Regions from separate parts of the Anas platyrhynchos genome. Here region 1 is linked to region 2. A link is a contact called in public Hi-C data. All regions are on one chromosome and are shown on one strand. The core of a region is the stretch at or near the end of the contact, and the rest is flanking DNA. Distances in the headings are between cores, read along the strand shown. Region 1 holds the start of SETD3 (SET domain containing 3, actin N3(tau)-histidine methyltransferase). Region 2 holds the start of YY1 (YY1 transcription factor).

Region 1 (6,379 bases), core at 681-3,180, 530 kb before region 2:
TAATAACCACACTACTGCACATTCACATCTCCACACTCTCCTCCCCCCCACGAGCTTTCTTATGCAGAAGGAATGCTTCTTACTATAAACACCTCACCAACCTTCAAGGGAAGATAACTTACTAGCTGCCACAGGAAACAATTCAGGCTCTTTCTTAATGATTAATAGTCCTATTGCCTCCCCTTTGAACCAGCTCCTCAGACAACTATTTGACCAGAAAAGTAAAAATATTTACTCTTCAGAGAAAAGAGGCAAGTAAATAGACTGTTAAACCCTACTGCTTTGCCAATAGGCTTTTGCCATTTCATTGCTTTGCTTGATTTGAGCTCTTCCCAAGGACTACCACAGATTTTTTTTCTTCCCCAAATTCCTTTTGAGCAAGTTAATGAAATTAGGTACTATTTTTGCTTGTTTATTAAGCTAATTTCATCAAAATATAGCTTCTAATTGAGAATGAAGCAAGTCACCCTGGTTGACTGCAGCCATCAGCACACAGACAGACCAAACAGCACAGGCCTCTGAAGAGGCTTGGTGCTTAAGCCACAGACATTGTGACATGTCCTTTAACGAGTGCCAAAGGCCATGACACTCTGATAGTAGATACAGAGCCCCCAAGATTTCAGAAGTTCTCAAATTGCCTCTTTCTTTCAAAGAGCAACCACTAAACCCACTCATTTGTTGAAGACAACCCAGCATGCCAGTTTAACTATACAATGAGCACAGTTGTGGTAAAGCTTGAAATCTGAGATGCAGCAGACAGATCTATAACAGTAAAAATGCCATTAATCTGTACATTTTCTATGGAACAAGATGTTTTATTTCTAAATTACATGTGATACTGAAGTTAGAGGTGTATTCAACGACTGAGATCTGAGCTCAGTGTACAGACCAGGCCGCCTCAAACTGGAAGCAGTACCAGACAAACTACACAAGGCTCCAGGCTCCTTCCCAGATTCCTTCCCCCAGGGCCCTAAATGCAACCCTAGCCACCCCATACCAAGGAGGTATTTTCAATGGCATGCCAGCCCAGCCAGCTAGACATACCCAAAGCCCTGTTGAAGCACAAGCTGACACGCTTGAGCCCCGACCATATTAAGTTACCCAAGTGAGCACAGCTCGGGGCACACCCTGCCCCTGCGCCCACCACACAGCTCACACTCCTGCTCGGTATTTTACACCAGGTACCGGCCCCACAGGATGCTCCAGCTGTTTACTCACCTACATCAGCTTCAAAACACTACGCAGGATTTTGTTCTTTTTTTTGTTTGTTTTTTAAAGAAAAAAGAGCTTGCAACTGAAAGCAGAAAACACAAGAGGTTAGGTTAACACGGGCAGCAATAAGCCGCGGGGTGAAGCCGCCGCCTGAGGAGACAGGTGCTTGTGGGGGGCTTAAAGGGGCGAAAAGCGGCTTCGTTTTAACTTTATTTCAGAGAAACTTTGTGCCCGGGAGCAAGCCCAGCGGAGGGAGCAGACACGGAGCCCGAGCACCCCCCCGGGCCGGCAGGGGGCTGCGAGGGCCGGCTGGTGAGGGCAGGCTGCAGCCAGCCCTGACAGCCGCGGGGCCCGGCAGCCGTTAGGAGCCGTTAGCAGCCGTTGGGGCGCGAGGCGAGGCCGGCAGCAGCGCGGCCCGGGGCAGGCGGGCGCCATTTGCTGGGCCCGGGGCCCTGAGGTGGGGGGGGGGGAGGGGGGCTCCGGCACCACAGGGCCGGGAAGGGGAAGGGAGGGGGGGGCAGGGAGGGGGTGAGGGCAGCGCCGCGGCCCCCGCCTTACCTCCCGCGCCGCCGCCGAGCCCGAGCGGAGCCGAGCGCGGCCGAAGGGAGCCGAGCGGAGCCGAGCGCCGCGCCCCGGACGCCGCTGCCCGCGGGTGGGGAGGCGGCGGCCCAGCTCCCCCCCCCCCCCGCCTCACAGCCCCGCACTCCCAGCGCGCGGCGCGGCCCCGCCCCTCCGGCCCCGGCCCGCGCTCGCCATTGGCCCAGCCGAAGCCACGCCCCCCGCCGCAGCCAACCCGCGCCTCAAGCCGCCCCCCCTGCCGCTGCCGGCCCTAAAAAAGGGCACGGCGGCGCCCCCGCACGCCCCTCCTATTGGCTGGGCCTTAAGCCCACGCCTCCTCTTTCCTATTAGCTCACGCGGCTCGCAATCATCCCCCTCCTCCTCTCCGATTGGTCCGCAGCGCGCCTGCTCCTGGCGCTCCGCAGCGGCTGAGCGACACGCGATTGGCCGCGGCGGGGAGTCCCTCCTCTTCCCATTGGCCAGCGGGCTGAGGCCGCCCCGCCCCTCCACCGCCGCGCTGCCGCCCGGGCGGCCAGGCCGTGCTCCCCAAGATGGCGGCGCGCAGGGCGCCGAGGCCGCGCCGCCCGTAGGGGCTCCAGGGGCCGGCTCTGGGCGGCCGCTCCCGGCGGCGGGGGAGGGGGCTCCGGGCACCCCCGGGAGGCCTGAGGGGAACCGCGGGGCGGCGCTGAGGCGGCGGCTTCCTGCCGGGCGGGGCGCCGGGACGAGGCGGTGAGGGGCCGTGAGGGGCCGTGAGGGGCCGGCGCTGGGTGCGGGGCGGTTCGGGGGGCTCGGGGGGCGGTTGGAGCCGTTTGGGGCGTTACGAAGGAAGGTGACCGCTGCACGGCTCCTTCCTCGCAGGTTGCGGAGCTCGCGGCCGATCGGTGAGTGAGGGGGGGGCTGGGGGGGCTGTGAGGGGCTGCTCGCCTGCTGAGAGGTGACAGAAATCATCCTGAGCGCTGGGTTATTTATAGAGAACAAGATCATTTGTTTAACTGTAAATAATAGAGGTTGTACTGGCTATTCGCTTATTTATAAATAACCGAAGTTGTATCGATCATTTATTTATAAATAGAAGAAATTGTATTGATCATTTCCTTGTTTCTTAATAACAGCAGTTGTATTGATCACTCATTTACTTGTAACTCCCACTATCTGCATTGATCTATCACTGATACCGCAGGACATGAAGATCCTCCACAAACCGACCTGGCACCAAGGTGGTTTCCTCTCTTCTGAAAAAGAAACTTCCTGAAGCTAAGGGAGAGAGATGTATTACACCAGCACTTTTTTTTTTTCTTTTTTTACTTTTTTTTGGTTGTTTGTGTGATCTTTCATCCGTTTTCAGAAGGAAGACTTCTGGAAAATTAAACAGCTTAATTTTAACGAGCTTGCACTCGGGTCTTCCGCTGACTGCTTTGCTTAGAGCAAGTCTGTTGCATCATATTTTAATCTGCATTTCTTACTGGAAGCCTTACCGGTGACTACATGCACAGTAATTTGTGCATGGTGTCTGCACAGTTTATTGAGTTACGATAAAAAGAGACTTGTGCCTGAAAGAAATAAAAGTGCCAAGGCAGTGTTCATTCTCTCCTTAAATTGTGGCGTGGCCGGACATCACTCATAGCGCAAATAGCAGGAAGCTGTTTGCAGAGCACCATGGTGTCACTGTAGATACGTGAAATGCTGATCAACGTAGGGAAATGGCACACGCTGCCTGTAATCAGCCGCCTTGTTTTAGAGGGGATTTTTGATGGTGCCTTAACATTCAGGCTCACAACAGTTGTGTTAATCTCTGTATGTGACAGAACAGTAATTTGGTACTGTTTTTTCTTGAAGTAACTCAAGTACAGACCACTTCAAAAAGTTTTTTGGAGGTGGTTGCTGCCATCTTACCATCCGGTTACATTCAGGAACCCAGCTGGATGTTTAAATTGCCGTTCAGACTGACCTAATGTGTGCATGTCCTAATTATGAACAGTGATCTGATTTTGTGCCCCCACCCCAACTTTTCAAATCTTCCTGCTACCGTCCTTGGATTGTTTTTCATTATTTTGTGGACAAAGTAAGGGAAAGCTGTTCTGTTGACAACTAGCAGATATTTTTTGTAAGGCATTCTCAAAGTTTCTTTATTAAACAAGTGATAGCAAAAATAACCTATTTTTATTTTTTTGAACTGTGGTTGCACTATGTGGGGAAGATAAGACGAGGTTAAATGTGACTTATCTTTCAGTGGAAAAAACATCCTCTTCATTTTTAAAGAAATCCCTTCTGCTTTTCTTAAAGGATCTGAAGCTACTCGCCAGAGACTTCTTTTCTGAAAATTTATCGAGCAAGAACAATTCTGTTTTAATAAATGAAGGAGAACAAAGAAAACTCCAGCCCTTCTGTAAACTTGGCAAACCTGGACCATACAAAGCCATGTTGGTACTGGGATAAGAAGGACTTGGCACATACACCTTCGCAGCTAGAGGGGCTTGATCCAGCTACTGAGGCACGGTACCGCAGGGAGGGGGCCAGATTCATATTCGATGTCGGAACACGTTTAGGGCTGTATCCTTTAAACTCATGGTGGCATGAAATATATTGACAAATGGGGGTTTAAGAATAAAAGAGAAATAGCATTATACATGTAGTTAGTTGTTAAAATGTTGTTGTATCATGATGAAAAATGTTTTTGAGCTTAAATGACTTTTGATGTAATGTGTTTCTATGTAGCTTTTAGCCATTTGTTGGAATAGTGAAGGTTTCATCTCAAGCCCTTGGGCAACAGAGAAGTCAGGGGATACAGTCTTGCTAATTATGGATATTCTGGCTGTAACCAGATGTGGTCCCTTATCACGTGGATCTACATAATTTCTCAAATCTTGAATTTTCCATTCATTCTTCTACATGTTTTGCCTCTGGAGCTTCTGGTATATTCCCACCTTTCCCCTCCTTGTCTCTTTTTTTGGTTGTTGTTGTTTAGGTTCAGATTTACAGATCTGTATACATTTAAGTAATTTCTCCCTGCTGTCTCACTTTCTCACAGACTGCCACTTAAACTTTACTTCCTGCATTTTTGGTACTTCTTGTAATCTCGTGAGTTTACGAGAATTTCTTTGTTTAACCTGGTGAAGATGAAACTGTACATTTCTCCTTAAAGAGAAGAGCAGGTTCCTATTTTTGTTACATTTGTAGTTGTGAATAATTAGTAACCATTTTCCACAGTAACATTTTTCAGGCGAAGTGATTGTTCTTCTGCTCCTTTACGTACTTACCACCATTTTGGACCTTTTTTGAAGCAGGTGTGGTTTATCATGTGGATGACCACGCATGGAGGTGATCAGGGCTTTGCATGCTTCCAATAAATGCTTTAGGTATCAGCTTTATCAGGGTTGAATCACAGTATTTACACAGTCTTAGGGGGGTTTGTAGCTTTTTTCCTAAAGCTACTGTTTTACTTGCGGTGTTTTTTATCAGGTCACTGAATGGATAATTACCTGAGGAACTTGATATAGCAGGGTGCATCTTTTCCGTTGTATATGCTTGGGTTTAAATTTTACGGCTTGTTTGAAATTCCTTATTCTGTACCACAGACACTATGATACTCTAGCAACCGGCATAATTTATTTCCATCGGTTTTATATGTTCCATTCCTTCAAACAATTCCCGAGATACGTAAGTATTTGCAATATTGATTGCTTAATACTGTGATTACACGAACCATGGGCTGTTTGAAGTAACAAGTCGATTGGGTACTACTGCTCGCTGCAACTCTGGATGATGAAAAACAAACATTTTATCTTTTAATCAACGCAGCTTTAAATATGCTGCACCTGCCTGCTTATTTATACATTTTATTTGTGGTTGTAAATGTATTTATATTGACAGTGTGGTTATGTCTTGCTGATACTGTTCTTTAGAAGTACGAGGCAAGAGTTCTGGTACTGTTGTATGGCTAAAAGAAAAAAAAAAAAGTGGAATTACCATCCTAAAACTGCTTAAAAGACAGTGCTGAAACAAGACTAATTCTGCTTTGGGTGTCTAACCATGAAATAAAGTTTTGTAAAATGGACAGTCCTCAAAATTCTGTGTTTTGCTTTGAGAAAGAAAAGATTAAATTAACACTGTAATAATGTTAAAAATTAATATGCTTATTAAGTGTTTTCTGGGAAACTTCTATGGATCTGTTAATAGAAACTGCCAGTGCTTTAACAGTGCTACACTGTATTGCATGTCCAGATGCAGATAACTTTGAAAGCACTTTCTCTTTTAGGTGACAGGAGCCTGCTGTCTCTTTCTGGCAGGAAAAGTTGAAGAAACACCTAAGAAATGTAAAGATATAATTAAAACAGCCCGTAGCTTGCTAAATGATGTACAGTTTGGACAGTTTGGAGATGATCCAAAGGTAAAAAAAAATAAAAAAAAAAATTAAAAAAACCTCATGTTGAAATAGATTTTATCCTATTATACTCCAGCAAAGTGACATTCCTTAGAGCAGTGACTGATTTTCAGTTGTTCCAAATTGCACATTCAACATGCATTTATGGCTCTTTTGGGTGACCTGGTAGGTAACTATGAAAATAATTCTTACCAATACAAGTAGTTTGGGGAGCTTACTGCAGTAAAT
Region 2 (6,763 bases), core at 1,943-4,442:
GGGAGGGCTAATCTTTCCTTTCAAACACTATACAAAATAGCTGGTGTGAGAATGAGAAAGGAGGAAAAAAAAAAAAAAAAAAGGTTATCAGAAGTCTCCAAATCAGTGAATGTGAAAGGCTGGGTGGAAGAAAATGGGAAAAGGTAGCGTTGACCCCACTAGGGGCAAGAGAGAAGGCTGTAGGTGATGGCTGTGAAAACCTCATTTTGTTTCACAAGTTTCACATGTCAAAATTCTTCCCCTTTCTTGCTCTTTTGTAAGCGGAAGGGATGGGGACAGAGGAAAATAGGACTAGAAGAAAAAACCTAGCTGGGAAAACCAGTATTGATCTTTTTGTTCATTCTTTTTTTTCTTTGTGAAAAAAGTAAGTTATTTTCAGTGACCTTCCCTTTCTTAAAATGTAACAGACTCGTGTATTTACCAAGTGATTCTTAAGAAAGCAGTTACCTAGTTTTGGTTTGATGCAGCCGAGATAAGTGCCAGAACAGTTAGTTCTGTAGCATGAAATGCCACTCCATGAGAGTCAGTTTTCTATATAAACATCATGCAATAGAATTCTGCACGCAATGGATTAGTATAACTATGATTTCTGGATGCTGTGAACGGCTAGTTCACCCTAGAAAGCAAAAACACATGAGGGGAGAAAGCACAATATTGATTGGGTGGCTAATGCTGCTGAGTGCTGACCATCATCTGCTGATGCTGTATTGAATATCTCTGAGATGGATCGCAAGAGCTCTTCCAAGCCAGGGTGCTGCAATGCCTCAAGCATACAGTGTCTTGTGCTGGGAACAGCACCACTGACTTCCCTGCAGCTAGTTGGCATGTAACAAACACTTTAAGGCCTAATCCAGACACTGAGCACCCCAGGAGTTGCAGAGGATTGTTCTTGCTTGCACCACAATATTACAAATCAAAAACAAGAAGGCGGAGGCACCACACTCATTGTGGCTCGGTGAAAGGACATAACGCTACAAGCACAAATCAAAATACAAGAAATCTTCTTAAACACAATGAAATAATCTCTTTCCCATGAGGGTGGTCAAACGGGAAGAGGTTGTGGGTCTCCATCCCTGGAGGTATTCAAAGCCCAACTGGACACAGCCTGCTCCAGGTGACTCCTCTTCTGAGCAGGGGTTTGGACAATCTCCAGAGCTCCTTTGCAGCCTCAGCTCTTTTGTGATTACGTGAAACTGAAAAGATCAACTGTCTTGTTTAAAGGTTGAGCTTAGTATTTGTTGTGATAAACCTCGACAAGGACCCAGCACACACAATCTTCTGTAATGCTAGATGCCAAGTGTATGCAGACAGTAAAAGCAGAGGGGGGTTCAGAAGAGAAAGATATCTCTTGCTGAGCAGAAATCAGAGACCTCATATGTATCTCCTCATCTTCCTTTCACTCCTCCCTTCCTCTTTTTTTTTTTAATGCAGTGTATTGCTAGTAGCTCAAGTATTTGTGGGTGGCACTATTTTTATAGGACCGTGTACCAAAATTAAAGAGGTCAAATCTCATTATCACCTAGCTTTCGTTCTTATCTAGATGATGACTGCATGGAGCTACTATATGCTTTGTGCTGGATTTGCAACTGTCTTCTCTTTGACACAAAACACATTTTCTCTTTGGGATGAAAACCCATCTCCCAAGGCTTTTCCTTGCCCATCCACCTGCTGAAGAAAGGCAGGCACTTGAGCCAGTTAACCCGAAAGAAAGAAAGGTGGAGGGGGTAGAAGCTGGCTTGCCAAGAGTAAACAAATTCGGTTTTGCTCTTTCAGTTAGACATGAACTTATTCCCAGGACTTCTGCAGAGCCAAGAAAAAAACAATGCTGGTGGTGCATGAAGGAAAAGTTAAAAACAGCTGTCTGCGGATTGATGGTGCACCACAACTTACTTCAGCAGATTTTAAGGAAGGAACTGGGGAAAAAGAAAAAGAAAAAAAAAGTAATCTAGAGCTTGTAAAGAATATATTTTCATAATAAACATATTTGTTATGGATGCTTAAAAATAACTTTTATTTCCAAGGAAAGGTTTCCAGATGAGTGTATGGACTGGTCTATTCTCAAGGGAGATCCTGTGTGTGACTTCCCTGTCCTCTTTCACCTGGTGATGCTACTCAGGGCAAGAATTTCTTTTAAAACACCTTTTCAACGGGCAGCTTTCATGCGTTTGTTTTTGTTTGATGCTGTATTCTTCTCTCTTCAAGAGAAAAAACAATGCATGGCTAATCCTCACAGCCACTGAAAAATAACTGTGTGTTGCTTAGGCAAATCACCCAGCTCAGGATGAAGGGAAGCATGTAGTGGGCAAACCACTGAGCTGAGGAACATTTCCGTGTAGCGGTTCACTGAAAAATAACCACTTGTGAATGCTGCAGCAAAATAAAGCCTTCGGTATATGCTGAAGGGTGGGAGAGGTAGAAAACACTTGTGGTACTGATTTTAAAAAACTAAAGGCACTATTTTCACTGTGCCGCTGAGATCGCCCTACAAAGGGGAGAAATTTACACGTGCCGAGCTGCGAATGTCTTAGGAAGTGCGAACAGCCGCCGTTTGTGGGACTTTTACAACAATAAGCCCGATCTGGCCGGTGTTAGGAAGGGGGAGCCGAGTGTGACTGGAGGGGAGCGATTCCGTCAGCTCCCCCAAGCCAAGCGCGCCCGCGCTCCGCCTTTGGGAGAATAAAAGAAAAAAAAAAAAAAAAAAAGGTACAAAACATAAAATAACGGCGGAGAGGAGGCGCGCAGCAGCGGGGCCCCCTCGGGCCGCCCTTCCTGTCAGCGGGCTTCCCGCGCGCCTGCGCGCGCCGCGGCCGTTAACGGTCGGGCTCCGCGCGCGCCACCTGCCGGCCGCCCGCGGCGCGAGGCGGGGCGCGAGCCGGGCCCGCCCCCCCCAACCCCCGCCGAGCAGTGGGGGCGGGGCGGGGCCTCGGCGCTGGGAGGGGCCTAAACGGCCGGGCGGTGCCTGCGGGCGGAGAGGTGACGCCGCCCGGTGCCGATTGGCTGCTGCGAGCAGGGAGGCGGGGCCGGCCGCCGCCGCGCCCCCCGATAGGCCAGCGGCGGCGCGCGGAGGCGGGCCTCCGAGGGAAGGCGCGCCCCGATTGGCTCCTCGCCTTGCCCGGTTGAGGCGGGCGGCGCGATTGGGCGCTGGGGGCGGTTCCCGGCGGGCTGCCGGGGGCTGGGGGCCGTCTCGGCGGCGGCAGCGCGAAGTCTCGCGAGGGCGCGGGGCCGGGATCTGGCGGCTGCCTCCCTCCCTCCCTCCTCCCTGCTCCCTCCCTCCTCCGGCTGGCTGCGAGGCGCTGGTGTTTGTGTGGAAGGGGGAGGAGGCGGCGAGGAGAAGGAAGGCAGGCGGGAGGCGCCCGAGCCCCGCCGGCGGCTGAGGGCAGCGGAGCCGAGCCCCTCGCGGCGGCCGCCGAGCGAGCGAGCGAGCGCCGTTCCCCTCCCCTCCTCCCTTTCCCGTTCCCCCCCCCCCCCTCACCCCCTTCTCCCTTCCCCCCCGCCATGGCCTCGGGAGACACCCTGTACATCGCCACGGACGGCTCGGAGATGCCGGCCGAGATCGTGGAGCTGCACGAGATCGAGGTGGAGACCATCCCGGTGGAGACCATCGAGACCACCGTGGTGGGCGGCGAGGAGGACGAGGAGGAGGAGGAGGAGGACGAGTGCTGCGAGGACTGCGGCCCGCACCACCCGCCGCACCACTACCACCACCACCAGCCCATGATCGCCCTGCAGCCGCTCGTCTCCGACGGCGACCCGAGCGGGGCGGGCGGCGGCGCGGCGGGCGGCGGCGGGGGCCAGCTGCACCTCCACCACCACCACCAGGAGGTGATCCTGGTGCAGACCCGCGAGGAGGTGGTCGGCGGGGACGACTCGGACGGACTGCGCGCCGACGACGGCTTCGAGGACCAGATCCTCATCCCCGTGCCGGCCCCCGCCGGCGAGGACGAGTACATCGAGCAGACCCTGGTCACCGTGGCCGCCGCCGGCAGCAAGAGCGGCGGCGGCGGCTCCTCGTCGGCCGGCGGCGGGGGCCGCGTGAAGAAGGGCGGCAGCGGCAAGAAGAGCAGCAAGAAGAGTTACCTGAGCGGGGGAGGCGGCGGCGGGGCCGAGGGCGGCGGCGGCAGGAAATGGGAGCAGAAGCAGGTGCAGATCAAGACCCTGGAGGGGGAGTTCTCGGTCACCATGTGGGCCTCGGGTAAGTGCGCGCCCCCCCGCCGCCCTCCCCGAGCCCCTCGGGCCGCCCGGCCGCCGGCGGCCGGCGTTGTTTTGAAGGGAGGCCATGTTTTGGTGTGTGCGATGGGCGCCGCCATGTTCCTCGCCAGGGCAAGTATGGCGGCTCCCCGAAAAGATGGCGGGGGCTGCGCTGCCGCCGCCGCTGCTCCTGCCCGGCTCCGCGGCGGGGGGAAGGAAAGATGGCGGCGGCCGCCAAGATGGCGGCGGCTGAGGGGGTGCGGGAGGGAGGAGGGAGGGAGGAGGAGGGCGGGCGGCGGCGGCGCGCCGCTGGCTCCAGGACTAGGCCGCAATGGCGTAGTTTCTGCAGCAGGGGGAGGCGGGGTGTGCGGGCGGGCGCTCGGTGCGGGGCGAGCCCAGCCGCGCCGCGCTTCAACCCCCCCCTCTCCGCCCGTCCCCGCCCCGCCGCTTCTCCCCCCCCCCCCTCCTCCTTCCTTCTCCTCCTCGGCTCCCGGTCCCGGCCGCCGCTCCTCTCGCTCCGCCTGGGTGCCGATCGCGCCCGTTAGGCGAGGGGCGGCCCCCCCGCTGCCGGCTGAGGGGAGCCGGGATGGCCGGGAGGGGGGTGGGTGGCAGCGGGGTCCGAGCGGGCTGGCAGCGTGTGTTTTTGGGGTGAAAGCGTGTGTTTTCGGTGTGGGAGCGCGCGTTTCCCAGTCGCTTTCCGTGGGAGTGTCTCAGGGAGGCAGGGAAGTCAGGTGAAGATGCCCGGTGTTATCTGCAGGGCTCGGGATGAACCTGACATGCGCTTCCCATTTAAGCCGCCAACGGTTTCCTGACCCTTTGCTTCAAAATATATAAGGGGAAGGATGTATTTCTTTTGTCAGCGGTACGCTGTGGCTGGTTTTCTTGCTTTGTTTTCTGTTTTCACAAAGAATTGTGTCACTGGAAGCTAAGGCTCTGTAGGCAAAGTTCTGGGCTAAAGTTACATAAGGGCAAAAAGCGGTCACTTCATGAACTACTTAAATTAGTACGGCTAATAGGCCAGTACTCGGTTTTGCCTATCATAGTTCTTGTGCGCTTTTTAATTTGTAGCAGGGTATCAGATATTGGTTAAACTGCCGAAGTAGTAGTTAAAAAAAAAAAAAAAAAATGTTGGCAGAATGTGATGCTTGTGAGTGACCAGTAGCTTTATTAGTAAGGGGAGTGCTGAAGGAAGAGTATATTGAACAACTGGATTCTTTTGTCTGAAAAGACGCAGAGAACAGCGATTCTGATTTTCACTTTCTTTAATATAGGCGATTATTTAGCAAGTTTGCCAGAGCATGTGACACCGCTGATATACACTTAGTTGGCTAGCTAATGAGCCTGATCAGAGTTCCCTGCTTTTGGATGAACAGAGAACTTTCAGTTCGGAGTTTCCTGAATTGCTGTTCAGTAGAATGGGGTTCTATATGCTTCTGTGTTATCGATGGACGTGACCTGAATTAAATTCGCATGCTGTCTCTTCTTAAAACTGACTGTGCAAGAAAGACAAAAGAGAATAAAATACATAGTCTTCTGGTTTGTGGAAAGTACCTAAGGTAGCTGAAAGCAAGTCAATGTGTGGCTCGTGAGCTGGCAGGATATAGGGCCTCGCTTGTACTCAGATTCAGAGTGCCTGATAGGATGCTTCCGTAGAGCTGCGTGCTGATTATTGCTTGACTGAAACGAAGCGTGTGTGTAATCAATGCATCTGATTCTATTCCAGCTTACACAACTCTTACATCAGGATAGCCCTATTGATTGCAGTGGTTTTCTTCTTTGTGATCATGACCACGCAAGCTCAGCCAGAACGATCTCCACTTGTAATGCACTGGGGATTGAATTGCATTGGTACATTCAGTTCAGTTATATTCATGCTGCAGAAAGATACAGAATACCTCTGCTAACTTGAATTCAAGAGGCAAAAAAGCCCACAAACTCCCCAAAAGCAGAATCACAATATACTTAACAAAGAAAAAAATATTCAAGTTTGACTTTCCTTCCCTGCACGCATGCGCATGAGCCTCCTCCCCCTATACTGTGCACCCTCCCACCCTGAGCTTGAAACAGCCTTTGGTTTAACCTCTTCAGCTAAGAGTGAAGTTTACTGAGCTTGTCGGGTAGGCTTTTATACCTCTTAGAGAGTTTACTGAATGTTTTAAAAGTGGTCTGGAGTGGTTTGTGGTCAAACACTTAACTTTTGGTGCTTCATTATGTGTTTTCTCAAACTTGGGGGGGTGGTGAATGCCAGAAAAAATCCAAAAGAGGCAGAAATGGAAGGAAAAAAAATCCCTGATTAAACTACCTGCTTACAAAAGGATAGTTGTACTAAAGTTTCCCTGCAGAATCAGGCATGCTTTATTTTGAACAAAGATAGTTGTTTTGCCTCTGTTTTTTGACTTAATTAAAGACTTGCTTACACACTGATCTAATGGACTGTTTGAGATATTTAACAAAAAGTTTATCGAAAGATGACCAGTAAACAAGACCATGCATCGAGCTAAAACAATGAGTCCTATATTGCTGTTCTTGGGTATTTGAACTGGGAACAAGGGCGCTTTGCTCACCGCAGTGTGCA

The links. Hi-C and Micro-C count contacts between places; a contact is called where the count stands out from the background.
Region 1: a contact with region 2 is called in a Hi-C map of skeletal muscle, with 3 times the contacts expected there. The contact joins the promoter of SETD3 here to the promoter of YY1 in region 2. A contact is called at or near these places in 2 of 8 Hi-C or Micro-C datasets (liver and skeletal muscle).

Annotation. Positions count from the first base shown.
Region 1 is chr5:13,146,919-13,153,297 of IASCAAS_PekinDuck_T2T, reverse strand. SETD3 (SET domain containing 3, actin N3(tau)-histidine methyltransferase) reads right to left here and starts at 1,930. Exons shown (of 14, transcript XM_027457591.3): 1 at 1,771-1,930; 2 at 1,219-1,294. It overlaps CCNK (cyclin K), which reads left to right and starts at 2,267. Exons shown (of 11, transcript XM_027457936.3): 1 at 2,267-2,499; 2 at 4,054-4,320; 3 at 5,346-5,427; 4 at 6,026-6,157. The coding sequence starts at 4,124.
Region 2 is chr5:12,620,830-12,627,592 of IASCAAS_PekinDuck_T2T, reverse strand. It overlaps YY1 (YY1 transcription factor), which reads left to right and starts at 3,192. Exons shown (of 5, transcript XM_038179397.2): 1 at 3,192-4,192. The coding sequence starts at 3,496.